3 separate regions of the Gossypium hirsutum genome follow, and all the other regions are linked to region 1. A link is a contact called in public Hi-C data. All regions are on one chromosome and are shown on one strand. Each heading gives the region's core, a stretch centred on a gene start, on an enhancer-like site or on the middle of the called end of the contact. The rest is flanking DNA. Distances are from core to core; before and after follow the strand shown.

Region 1 (4,310 bases), core at 513-3,012:
AATACGTTAATTTCTCCCCCATGGAGATTGCTCATTAACTTGTCTCTCTTACCAAATAACTAGAGAAGAAGATAAAAGAAAGATAATGAATACAAAAATGAGAGTGCTTTAAGGATAATGACATTCATCTCTTATATAACCTTCCTACACTCATTCACCAAAACCAATTCGTTAGCATCAAAATTAATGTTCCTCGTCATAATGTTTCCAACTAAAAAATTACCAATTCTAATGTAACGAGACTAATAGTTGAAGTCTAAGCAATTTCCAATTCAGTTAACAATATTCACATAATTACACTAAGGTCCTCTTAAATAGAAAGTTTTATAATTAGATACCCAGAATTACTATTGTACTTACCATTTAACGTTCCCAAGTGTGACACTTGGAGATAAAAATAATGAAAATGAAGAGATCTTAGTAAGTTATGTCAATAAAAAATTTGGAACTGAAATGAATAGTTGCTGACAATAGTTTTGCAATGTTGAAAGAATGAAAGGAAATGTGGATCTTGAATAAATTTGTCGAGAAATATAGACATGGAATAGATTGACTAAAATAGAAATACACAATTGAAGTAAAATTAAATTGAGGAAGTTTTTGGACCAGCAGTCCATACATCTAAACTATAAAACTAATGGGATATAAATGAGTAAGTTTTGTGAAAATGAAATAAAAAAAAATAAGTTTTTTGTTCAGTCTTGGTATTGATTATGAAAATATTTTCTTTTGTGTTGAATGCAATAACCTTTAAATATCTTATTAGTATGGTGGTTAATGAAAGATTTGATATGCGACTTATGATTGTTGTTATAAATTTTAGATGAATCACTATATAGTAAAGTTTATATTAAAATTCTTAAAAGATTTAGAATACTATAAATATATATAATTTTTTGGAAAATTATTTAATATGTTTGTGTAAATATTTATATGGTTTAAAATGATTTAAACCTATGTGTTTTATAGAAGGATCATAATGAAAGTTTGCTATGATTATTTCTCAGTCATGACTTTTAGAAGAATGATAATATAAACATTTATTAAATCTCTTCAAATGATCGTTTGCAAAGTTAATATATTCAATATTGAAAGATGTAGAATATGAGATATTATATGATGTTGTCATGAGAGAGGTAAATATATGCTGTACTGTCTTTCATTTAATTGAGGTTTTGTCAGTTTTCTTGGTAAGACTTTTAATGAGGTAGCAAGTTATCCATATTATAAATATGTGTATTCTTTTTCCTTTATTAAGAATTTTTTCCAACATGATTTTTATCTTAATAAAATTGTAATGAGGCATGTTATCTATAAATGAACATTTAATGGGGAGTGTTATAAATATTTTATTATTATAAAGTGTATGTCTTTTAGGATAAGAAGCTTGATGTACTTAGGACTTTAATATCCATTAGGAGCAGAATTTGATTTCATTTACTTCTTATATTTATAAATATAAACTTTAGAGAAGTATTATAAATATTCCTATTGGTGACTAAATACACATTTCTTTTTTTTTATTCTTTATCATTTTATTTTATAACATTCTTTTATTTCTTTTTAGATTTTAGAATATTAAATTCAAATTTAACATAGTATTATGATCCATAAATAAAAATAAGAATAGTTGGTTAATTTCACATTATAAATAGAAATTTATTAAACATATTGATTAATTTACATTTATTTTGAAATAATGTCTTATTATTCAACTAAGATCTAAATAAAACTTTAATCAAATTTAAAAAAACCCAGACTAAAGCCCATAAACCCTTAGCCCATGCATGCAGCTGTGCCCTAGTTTCTTTTCTTTCCAGCGGCGGGTTTTTATTTCCCTCTTTTTCCACCCTCTCGAACGTTTTCTTCTTTTCCAGTGCTTTTCTTCGGATCGGCCACATATCCTGTGTCCTTACCGGCGTCGACAAGGGTGTGGCCTTCGTTCAGGCGAGTCCGAGCAACAGATTCTAATATTATAGTTTGTAATTTGCCCTTATTTCCTTGATTAATGGCATTTTATATCATCGTTTTCTGAAAATCTTTCTGATTTTGAAATTTCAGATGGTTTAAGAGCTGTTGTAATTGTATCACTTGAGAGGAACTGTTGCCTGACTTGATTTTGTAAATCTTAGTCTCCCCTCGTAGCATGGACAACACCAGCAATGATGATTTCACCTTTTGTAAGGCAAGTTAAATTCTATAATTTTCATGACCTTAAAGTACACCTTTTCATTTGGTGTATTGACGTAATGTATCAAGAATAAGATGTGTTATTCTTTTTTACTCCCGATATAAACTTGAGTGCCGGATATTTTCATTTTATTGTAAGAATAGTTAAATACATGGTTTCTGGTTTAGGTTGGGTTACCGACTGATCAAAATGGTTTGGAGGAAAAGAATCTTGCAGCTGATATTGGTGGTATTGCCATTAAAGACGAAACCTCAAACTGCAGCGATAGTAGCAAGAATGGTGGTTTTCCCTGGAAAGATAAACATCCAAATAATTCCACATTTGTAGATCAGGCTACTGTTGGTTCTTTGACTTTCAATGTTATTGATGCTTCATGTTTGAAATCATCAGGTATTGCCATTAAAGACAATCCTCAAACTGCAGCGATAGTAGTAAGAATGGTGATTTTCCCTGGAAAGATAAACATACAAATAATGTTACCTTTGTAGATCAGGCTACCGTTGGTTCTTTGACTTTCAATGTTATTAATGCTTCATGTTTGAAATCATCAGGTGAATCATCAAGACAAGTAGCATATGTAGATGCGGGTGCTTCAGCAGTGAAGTCAGAAAAACCAAGAAGTTCTACCAGAAAGTCTGCACCTCGGACCAAGGTTCCTTTTGAGAAGGGATATAGTCAAATGGACTGGCTTAAGCTTAGTCAAACTCATCCTGACCTTGCAGGTATGATGCGAAACAGTTCCTAAGACGTTCCCCTCTCATTTAACTCTTCAAAATGTAATGCCAACTGCATGTTTCTTCTATATTTCACCAAAAATTGTGTTTTAGGATTGAAAGGGCAGTCAAATAGGAGGCTTGTTTCAATGAGTGAAGTTAAGCAAAATCAAAAAGAAGGTTCCATGTGGACTGTTCTGAAAGGACGTGTCTACAATATATCTCCATACATGAAGTTTCACCCTGGAGGTACGTATGTGGCTTTTCAATTGTGGAAGTTTTAACCTTTGACAGAATGAACACTCTATTCTTTGATAAATCTGAGTTAGATTTATCTGGCCCAAGTAGATAATCTGCAGTTTTCTCTAAGGCAGTCATATTTATTATTTGTTGGAAGTCTATCTTCTATTTTAGTCAGCTTCTAGTTTTTGCAGTATAGGGATATGTGGCATTTATCTGAAGGTTTATCTTCCTATGAACTCTATAATTTGAAAAGAATATTCCTTCTTATTTTTAGTTTTCTGGATTTGGTTTTCAATGAACACATCTGATGCAGGAGTGCCATATTAGTTTAATTATTTAAAGTTTGTTTTTCTGTTATTTTATTTGAGTGTGGTATTTTATCAGTATAAGACTCTTAGTAGTAAGAGTTCTAGAATAAATACTCTACCGGATGATTTCCATGGGACGTTACATGTTGAAGAATATGTGGATTGGGAAGCCATAGTAGAACATTATTTTGAGTGGAAACCCATGGCTGAACCTAGAAAGCTTCTATTTGTGAACCTGAAATTAAATGGCGTTGCACTGCAATGGTGGAAGAGAGTATGATCATGTCAAGGACAGCAAAAAATCAGTTGTTGGGTTCACATGAAAGGGAAGATGCAGATACATTTTCCACCAGCAGCTTATGCTATTGAACTTTATGGAAAATTTTACTTGCTCAGAGAGTTTGATAAGTCTGTTGATCACTACGCTACTGAATTTAGTAATCTGTTCATTAGAGTTGGTTTGAATGAAACTATTGATCGGCTAAGAGCTCGTTATCTTGTGAGTTTGGATTTAAGTATTGGAGATGAACTGGGGTTGGTTTGTGTCTATAATTTGGAAGATGCTCGACGTTGTGACTTACAAGCTGAGAAAAGAGTTTTACTCTACGGTGCAAGGAGACCTTTATCTAGTAGGGTCGATGGTGTTTCCAAAGGCAGTTACTGGTAAGGAAACTGCTTCTTCAAGCAAGGTCTATGGAGGATTGCAATAGAAACCAACAAAGGCAATATAAGGAAGAGTGGGGGGTGGAACATGATCCAACTTTAGTAAGGGCTAGTTCTTCATTGCTTTTGAGAAGTGTTCTTGAAAAGTTTGGTTTAAGGTTCAAATGTTTTGTATTGTTATCAAAAAGTGCT
Region 2 (4,121 bases), core at 1,148-3,647, 310 kb before region 1:
CACAAAAAGACTGTAGCTAGCCTTAATTCTCTATTGACTGTTAGGGGAAGTAATGCACCTCACAACAACCCTTTTCGGTTCATTCTTAATAAACTTCAATTGTCTTCTACATTCTTTAAAGTACTTTCGAATTGCACTCTTAAATCGTTTGTCATCCTTAAACAACATTCCCAAACTAAATTTTAACTTATCATTGTATAAGGGAAACTTGCTCCTCCTTCTCTCACCATCTTCATGTTCTTCATCTTCATCAGACCCAATCAAGCTTCCATGTTCATCTGAGTCACATACCTCAGTCTCATTCCCATCTTCCTCTTCTCCATTACTTTCAGCAACAACATTATCCACTCCATCTGATGTTTACAAAATCACCAGCATATTCATCAGTAGCAACTTCACTATCATTATCCTCTCCAACAATAGACCCTAAACTAATCTGTCCACCACTTTCCACACCACCATACTCATCTACCTCAATACCAGTAACAGACACACCCTTCCCATCAACTTGTACCCCTCCTACATCACCCTCCCCCACAAATTCTACCCTTTCCAGATCACCTTCATCATCAGATTCTAACCCTTCATCATCACCCTTCCCATTAACTTCTAGCCCTTCAACATCACCCTTCCCAGTAGTCAACAGAAAAATTTTGCCTGCAATTATAGGGTTATCAACCTCGTGTTCAACATATAGGTTAATCTCCTTAAACTTGACCTAAAAGTCTAACATAGCTATGGTGGAAGTGTCATCATAAATCACCCTTAGATTATTTTGTAACCCTACTGTACCAAGCTCATGAAAATATATGTACCAAGCTCATGAAAATATATTAACATGACAGTGTTATACCCTAACCCAATTTTTACTATTTTACATAATTCAAAATAAGATATTGTGTCTGGATCCTCTTTAAGCCTAATCACTTCCCCACCTACATGTCTAACATATGGGTCATTTACAAAGTACCCACCCACGTGCAAAATAATATAATATTCCTCATCTGATGACATCTGCAAAATATAAACAAATAATTTTCTAAGTAAAAAACATTAAAAAAAAGCGAAATTCACTATCTACATTGGGACCATTTCTTTGAATACAATACAAAACAGTAACACATGTTTACAAATTTAACATATTTTTGCTTCGGTAACAGAAATCAACAACATCGAGACCACTGTCGCATCACAAATTGATAAAACAAACCCTACATTGTGGCACTGAAATTGCAATAATAAATCACAAATAACCATAAACAATTTTAATAACAGCTTTATCAATAACATCGGGACCATTGTCGCATCACAAATCGACAAAACAAGCCCTATATTGTGGCACTGAAATTGCAATAATAAATCACAAATAACCAACAAACCAAACCAAAAATGGAATTTATTTTCCCAACAAACCAAATAAGAAAGCATCTACATTTCGATTTTGGGTTACGGAAACTGCTCATGATTGTTGAAGCTTTTTTGTTCCTAAAAGTTTTAGGGATTCAATGATTTGGTTTGTAAAAGTTTTATGGATTTTAAGAATATTTTGGAATACTAATGATTTAGGGATTTCAAAATTTGAAGATTTTAATATTTAGGGATTTCAAGATTTTAGGAATTCAATGAAGATTTCGAATGTTATGGATTTGGGGATTTCACGATTTGGGGAATTTGACGAGTTAAGGATTTTAGAATTTGAGAAAAAAGTTTTGAATTTGGGGGTTTGAGATGATTTGAAGGATTTAGGATTTTTTTGTTTTATGTTTATTAAATTTGTTTAATTTTTTTGTCACGTCAGCATTATTATTTAAATGTTTGCCACATCATCAGTCAACTGGAACGCCACATAGACTAATTCTTTTGACCGATTGTTGACTAACAATCAACTGATGATTACCGTTTCAATAGGGTTGATGTCTAAAAACTCTGTTACGTTGAGGGCCGAAATAAAAAAAATGGTTAGGGGCATATATCCAAAAGCCCCCAAAGGTTGAGGGCTTTTTTTTGTAATTATGCCAAAAAAATGAATGGTAAAAGAGAAGGGAAATAAGAGTTTTCGATTCATGCAAACAATGCAAATAAAGAAAGAAATAGAACAATAATTTTAATAACTCATTTACTTAAATAAAAATTTTCAAATAATTTATTGACAATTTTATAATTTTTTAAAAATGAATGACCAAAACATAAATGTAGTAATAATTTACTGACCTCGGAGATTATCCAAAGTTACGATCACCAAAATCAACATGGTTGAGAAGTTAAATGTCCAATAATTACATAACCCTATTTGAAATATTCTTAAATAGTACTTAGACAGAAAGACAATTATAACCCTAAATGGAACCGCATGGAACTGTAATAAATAAAACCGGACACAACCACAGTCAACCCCCAAACAAGACAAACGTCACTGTCCCACGGTTCTTTCTTTTCAGCTCTCTCTCGAAGACCGCTCACCGTTGTCTTAATCTCCACCTCTAATAATTTTTTTTCTTTTATTTCCTCTCACGCCGGAGACCCAAACCCTCCACCGCCTCTCCGCCGGAATCCGCCACCAATAGTTCATATCTCCGGCGACCCTCTCACTAAGATGACCACCGGCGAACTTCTTAGCATCGATCCTCAAGAGCTTCAATTTCCCTGTAAGCATCTTTCCAAGCTTTAAAAAATAAACTTTTTTTAAAAAAAATTTAACTTTTTTTTTGTTGCTTTACAGATCCATATCTTCATCGTTTCCACTTCTTTTTTTCGAAAATTTTAACAAATTTTTTTGTCTTGAATTTGGTTGAATTGAGAAAGCAGATTTCATGTTCTTTAAATCTGTCCAACAAGACCAACAATTATGTGGCTTTTAAGGTAAAATTAAGCTATTTCTTAAATCTCATGTGAGTAAATTAATATGGGATTTTGCTGTAATATAAGATTATCTGGTTTGTATAATCGATTTATTAGACTTAATTTTTTATCAAATATGTATTGTTTTTGTGTTTATGTAAATACATAATTCTATATATTCTGAAGTTTGTGAATTATTTGTTTTACTCAATAATTTTATAATAAAGTAGGATTGGTAGTGTTAATTGTTTTGAAACATGCGTACCAATTCGAAAATTGCTAGTAAATGTATTATAGAGTATCTTGTACTATGAGTCATATTGAATTTTACTTTCTTTACTTGGAAAATGGGCAAATTAGTTCTTTTACATTATATAAAGAGTAAACTGGTCTTTCTATTCAAAATTTTATCCATTTCTATTGTTAAAAACACTAACATGATTGAGGGAATAACCATGCCACATCTACCACATGGTTATGTACACGGACTGGTTTTTAATAGTAGAAATGGATGAAACTTTTAATAGGAATAATTTACTCTTTCATCTAACCTACAATGACTAATTTGCTCATTTTTTGAGTGAAGGGAGCAAAATGTAATCTGACTCCAAGTACAAGGGTCTCCATGAATCTTTTACCGAAAATCTCTATGGAGCTAGCGATTTATGGTAACAAAGCTTTTTCATGTATGTTGTTTTCCAGGTCAAAACGAAAAACCCAAGGAAGTACTGTGTAAAGCCTAACAATGGAGTTGGTCTGCCTTGGTCTACATGCAACGTTACAGGTCTCCCTCTCACAAAACTTGAACGTATCTATAATTACTTGTTGTTAATCATGTATCATCTTCAAATCTTGAAATCATAGTTTAATTGGTTAATTTATGGAACCAGTTGCGATGCAAGCTCAAAAAGAAGCACCTCTTGATATGCAATGCAAAGATAAGTTTTTACTTCAAAGTGTGGTCACTATAAGTTTTTACTTCAACGTGTGGTCACTAGTCCCGGAGCTACAACAAAGGATATAACACCAGAGATGGTATTTTATCATACTCTACCAGATTTGATTTTAAGTTTGGGTTTTTTTTTTTTCTAACTGTTTGCTTTTCGGTCTAGTTTAATAAGGAATCCGGACATCATGTTGAGGAATGTAAATTGAGGGTTGCTTACATAGCACCTCCTCGACCTCCTTCACCTGTTAAAGAAGGATCCAAAGAAGGCTCTTCACCTTGGGCTTCCGTTTCAGACAATGGTAGCTACAACAGTGCAGATTTGGCATCTGTGAGT
Region 3 (4,338 bases), core at 795-3,294, 460 kb after region 1:
CAGAGCATTTCCTTTTACGGCTGCAAGGTACAGTGCAGATGCATAGTTTCCAGATCCACCAAACAAAGCCAAAGGCACCTAAAATGCCAATAAGAACCAAAAGAAGAGTTAGAACCCATTTAAATTTAACTTTTGCACCTTGAGCCTTTTTACAACCCAAGGAAAGACCTAAAGATCAGCAACCGACCTTTTTCTCACAAAAAGGTCTCTAATTATCAGAATCCATTTTAGAAGCCAAGGAAAGGTAAATGGGGCAATGAACTTGTTCAAAAGCATGCGCCTCGACTAGCCAAAATATGTATAACAAAACTATCATGAATTCGTAGAAAAAAAAAAGAAACTACCAAGGCACCTTAACATTCTCGTCCTTCTTCAGAGAAGTAGAATATTTCCTCGACAGCTGTAAGAAACACAATGGGAGAAATCAACCAGAGAGTAAACAATTTAAAATTCAGCTCAATTTAAAATTCAGCTCGACAATTACACTGCCGTGAAATGCATGGAAAAAGGAACAGATGATAAGATTATAAAAATATGAGCCATTCCGCCTAAGCATTCAATCTGGCTATCCTCTTCTTCTCTCACAACGAAATCATAATAGTAGCAGAATAGCAAAGGCAAAGAAAATAAATATACAGAAACGAAAATATAACCTAAATCAGATTCGGATCACCTCACATAGGAAAAAAGAAGGTGCGACTGAACTAGGATAAAATATATAATAGAAAATAGAGAATGGAATCGATGAGAGATGACAATTACCTCGGGGCAAAGTAGAGTTCGGTGAAGAGTAGCTCTGGGAGTGTGAGAAGGCAGGGAATCGGATCTCAAAAGCCTGTGAAAGATAGGGAGAGTGGATCTGAAGCGCGCTGCCACCGCCATTTCTAAACACAACCCTAATTCTTACGTTGATTCTGGAGATCGCTTTCTTTGGCGTGGGAAGTGAGGGAAAGTGCATTTGAGCCTGAGGGTGAGATGTACTGGACTTGGAATTGGGCTGGGCTTCAGTACTTGTGTCATCTTAACTTGACGGCCGAACGAAAAGGCTCAACAGTTCCGTGGTAAACTATTATCTCCTCGACATTGCGAGTTAAACGGAATCAATCAGCTGAGAAAAATATTAAATTTAATTTATTTAAAATAATTAATTCTATTGTAAAGATAATTATATATTTCAATAATTTAATAATTAAATTACAAAATAGATAAATGGTAAATATTTATATATTTTTCAGATATTGGTGTTAACTTTATTTATTATATATATTTATTTTATAAAATATGAGTGTCGCAAAATTTAGTTTAAATAGATTTAATAATTAAGTAATCGCACCAAATTTAAAATGATTAGTGATGACTCCTAATTAGAATGATATTTAGTGTTTAGCATATCAAATTCTTGTATATTTATTTCATGACCGAATGCATTGTATAAAATTATTTTTATATCTCTATAATACATTTAAATTATTGATTGAGTTAGTATCATAAATCAATTAAGATAACTAAAAATATTTTTTAAAAATTAACAAATATAATTTATAATGGTGTCTTTGTTTCTTTTATATTTTTATATAAATCTATAAAAATCAATTTAAATCTTGAATAAATCTAAAAAAAATCTATATGTCATGCAACTTGAATCCACAAACACTATAATATTCAAAACCTTAATTTCATCATTTAGCAAAAACTTTCTTTATTTTTATCTATTTTTTTATAATATGTTTTCTTTTCTTAATTTTCACCTAATATCCCTGAAGTCAACATCTATACTATCTAAAGTATCACTTTCAAAAGAAAAACCTAAATTGTCTAATATATCGCCTACTTATACTAAAGACCATTACTATTTACTACGATGGTTATGCAAAGTATGACTTTTTCATACCTTTTTCGTTGCCAAAATCATACGATGAACGGTGCATTTACTTATTATTAATATTTATTAATATAAAAATAATGATAACAATTAAATTAAAAAATATAACAATACTGTAACATAAAAAAAGGAAAAAAAAAAGAAGAAGAAGCAAGCGAACCTAGTGTAAGATGGGCTATGTCTTGGTCTTTTGGACTCTCCATCCTCCAACTGAAGTTCGATCTAGTTAGTCTTAGACAGACAGGCCTTCTACCTTATAATCTCATGGGATGGGCTGCGTGGCTATATGGAAATGGATAAATATTATATCTCTGCTTTCTTGGCCAGTAGATGTGGAATCTCAGTAAGTCTTAAGCCACCGCATAATTGAGAACCCATACTAAACGGAAACAAACAGGGAGGGCAAAAGGTGAAAGTTATGGTTTTGGCATACAGCATCTCTCAAACCCTCATCTACAACTGCAACTATCAGTTCAAGGCTCTCGACTTTGTTAAAATAAAGTTATCTTCGGATTCAGATCAAGCAAAACCGAACGGAGTATCTGGATTCCAAGCAAAAAAGCGATGCTTAAGGTGCAAAACCCTCTACTCTGATGCAGATAATTCCCCTACTTCATGCTCCTTCCACGGCCATGCGACTGGTATATTATTCATCTTATCAACTGTATACGTCACAACTCACAGACAAGTTATTCTCTTTCTATCATCATATTCATATTCTTTCTTAATTTTATGATAAAAAGGAAGGAATAACAAAGCGTTTATCCTTGAAATCCAATAGAAAGATTTGCTATAAATATCTTAAATCCCAGTTAAAGTCCATCAGATCACAGAATTAAAATCAACGATGGTGTTTCCTGGCTACATGTATATGTTTTCCACTTGCTAATTGATCTGGTTGTGTATGTATATGAATCAGTTAATTTCTTAAGCAGAGAGTCAGTCCCATTCCGTTACATTCCTTGACTAATTAAAGCTTAGAGTCATTGCAAAAATTTGCAGGAGAGAAAGGATTATTTGCATTGGCACCTCCACACCAGGGGATTGATGGAGACTGGACGGATGGCTCTGGAGTCATCGTCTACAAATGGAATAACGAAAATAATAGACCAAATACTGGACGCGCCAATTGGAAAAAAAGATGGAGTTGCTGCCAAGAATATGATGAAAATGCACCACCTTGTATTCGTGGATGGCATGTCTCATACGATGACGGCTTCACTTTATATTAGATGCCATTTATATTTTTTGTTTAGTATAATACCATATTGACATTAATCTAGGTTCAACTTGAGAAATGCTTCCATTGTATATACGACGTATGCATCTCAATCTCATAGTTAATTCCTTTCACTGTCAACGTTTGCTCATCTTGCATAAATGATAAGAGTGATGAAGACCCAATCTAGCATGTGAAAAGAAAAAAACCAAGGCGTGAGGTCCTGTCCCCTTTGGTACAATCAATCGAAAGCTAAGGTGTAAGGTCTCGTCCCTTTTGAAGAATTGGTTAATGTGCAATGTCTCGTCCCCTTTATGCCCATGGAGGTCAAGGTGAGTAGTATTGTCCCCCTTGATAGAATCAACTAAAGATCAAGGTGTGAAGTCAAAGGTTTTTCCCCCCTTACACCAGGAAAGCTAAGGTGAGAGGTCTCATCTCTCTTGGTAGAACTATCGAAAGCCAGGGCGAGAGGCATCATCTCGCTTGGTAGAATCAACCTAAGACAAGGCAAAAGGTTTCATCCCTCCTTGATGACAATATCAACTTTTCCATGATAAAACTGTCTTTGTAGACCTAGGCGAATTGTATGAACAAACCTTACAACCTATTTAGGCTAAAATTGCCTACCCAATCACAAGCATGCATGTTTTTTTCGAAATAATGCAATACGACCATTCAACAAATGTTAAAGCACAAACGTGCATACACAAAAGCTATTACACAAAAAACATTCCAAACTAATTTTATTGCAAATGAAAGCAAAATGAATAGTGACGACGAAGCCTTGAATCAATCTCGGTGATAATAAAAGCAAAAATGCAAATTTATTAATGTTAGTAAATACTTACAAAATGTGTCTCTAAATAGACATAGTAATAAAAACATCATTGCAAAAATGCAAATTTATTAATGTTAGTAAATACTTACAAAATGTGTCTCTAAATAGACATAGTAATAAAAACATCATTAATCATCTTCAAAAGAAAATTTTTTAGGGATAGAAGAAGTTCCGCCAAAATTTCTTTTTCCTATTCGCAATGGCTTGCACATCCCAACATCATCTATCTTAACTCGAAGTTGGAGGGATAAAATATGTCAAGGGAATTAGAGATACTTCACACTATGCTAAGAATGACCCTATGAATCGAGAGGATCATGTGCTAGTTGAATAATCTAGTAAATGACTATTAGAATTTCTCATGGGTTCAACCAACAACCTCTTACTATAGGGACGCCT

What was found. Hi-C and Micro-C count contacts between places; a contact is called where the count stands out from the background.
Region 2: a contact with region 1 is called in a Hi-C map of leaf, with 2.0 times the contacts expected there. The contact joins the enhancer-like site here to the promoter of LOC107926180 in region 1. A contact is called at or near these places in 4 of 34 Hi-C or Micro-C datasets (hypocotyl, leaf and seedling).
Region 3: a Hi-C map of leaf shows a contact between it and region 1, with 2.6 times the contacts expected there. The contact joins the promoter of LOC107934801 here to the promoter of LOC107926180 in region 1. A contact is called at or near these places in 11 of 34 Hi-C or Micro-C datasets (anther, callus, hypocotyl and 2 more).

What each region holds. Positions count from the first base shown.
Region 1 is chrA12:76,303,936-76,308,245 of Gossypium_hirsutum_v2.1, reverse strand. LOC107926180 (cytochrome b5 domain-containing protein RLF) reads left to right here and starts at 1,762. Exons shown (of 7, transcript XM_041082725.1): 1 at 1,762-1,947; 2 at 2,062-2,185; 3 at 2,359-2,461; 4 at 2,743-2,913; 5 at 3,019-3,153. The coding sequence starts at 2,147.
Region 2 is chrA12:76,613,992-76,618,112 of Gossypium_hirsutum_v2.1, reverse strand. It overlaps the pseudogene LOC121211400. Among protein-coding and RNA genes, the nearest start is that of LOC107924044, 58 kb to the right of the region's middle. Within about 2 kb of position 2,397, at least 7 of the 9 cell types and tissues checked have an H3K27ac peak or open chromatin away from gene starts, as enhancers often do. A contact at or near this core is called in leaf, where this site is marked.
Region 3 is chrA12:75,844,929-75,849,266 of Gossypium_hirsutum_v2.1, reverse strand. It overlaps LOC107934801, which reads left to right and starts at 2,044. Exons shown (of 2, transcript XM_041082720.1): 1 at 2,044-2,523; 2 at 2,864-3,235. The coding sequence starts at 2,301. The coding sequence ends at 3,114. LOC107934796 (ATP synthase subunit O, mitochondrial) reads right to left here and starts at 995. Exons shown (of 6, transcript XM_016867306.2): 1 at 763-995; 2 at 353-400; 3 at 1-78. The coding sequence starts at 882.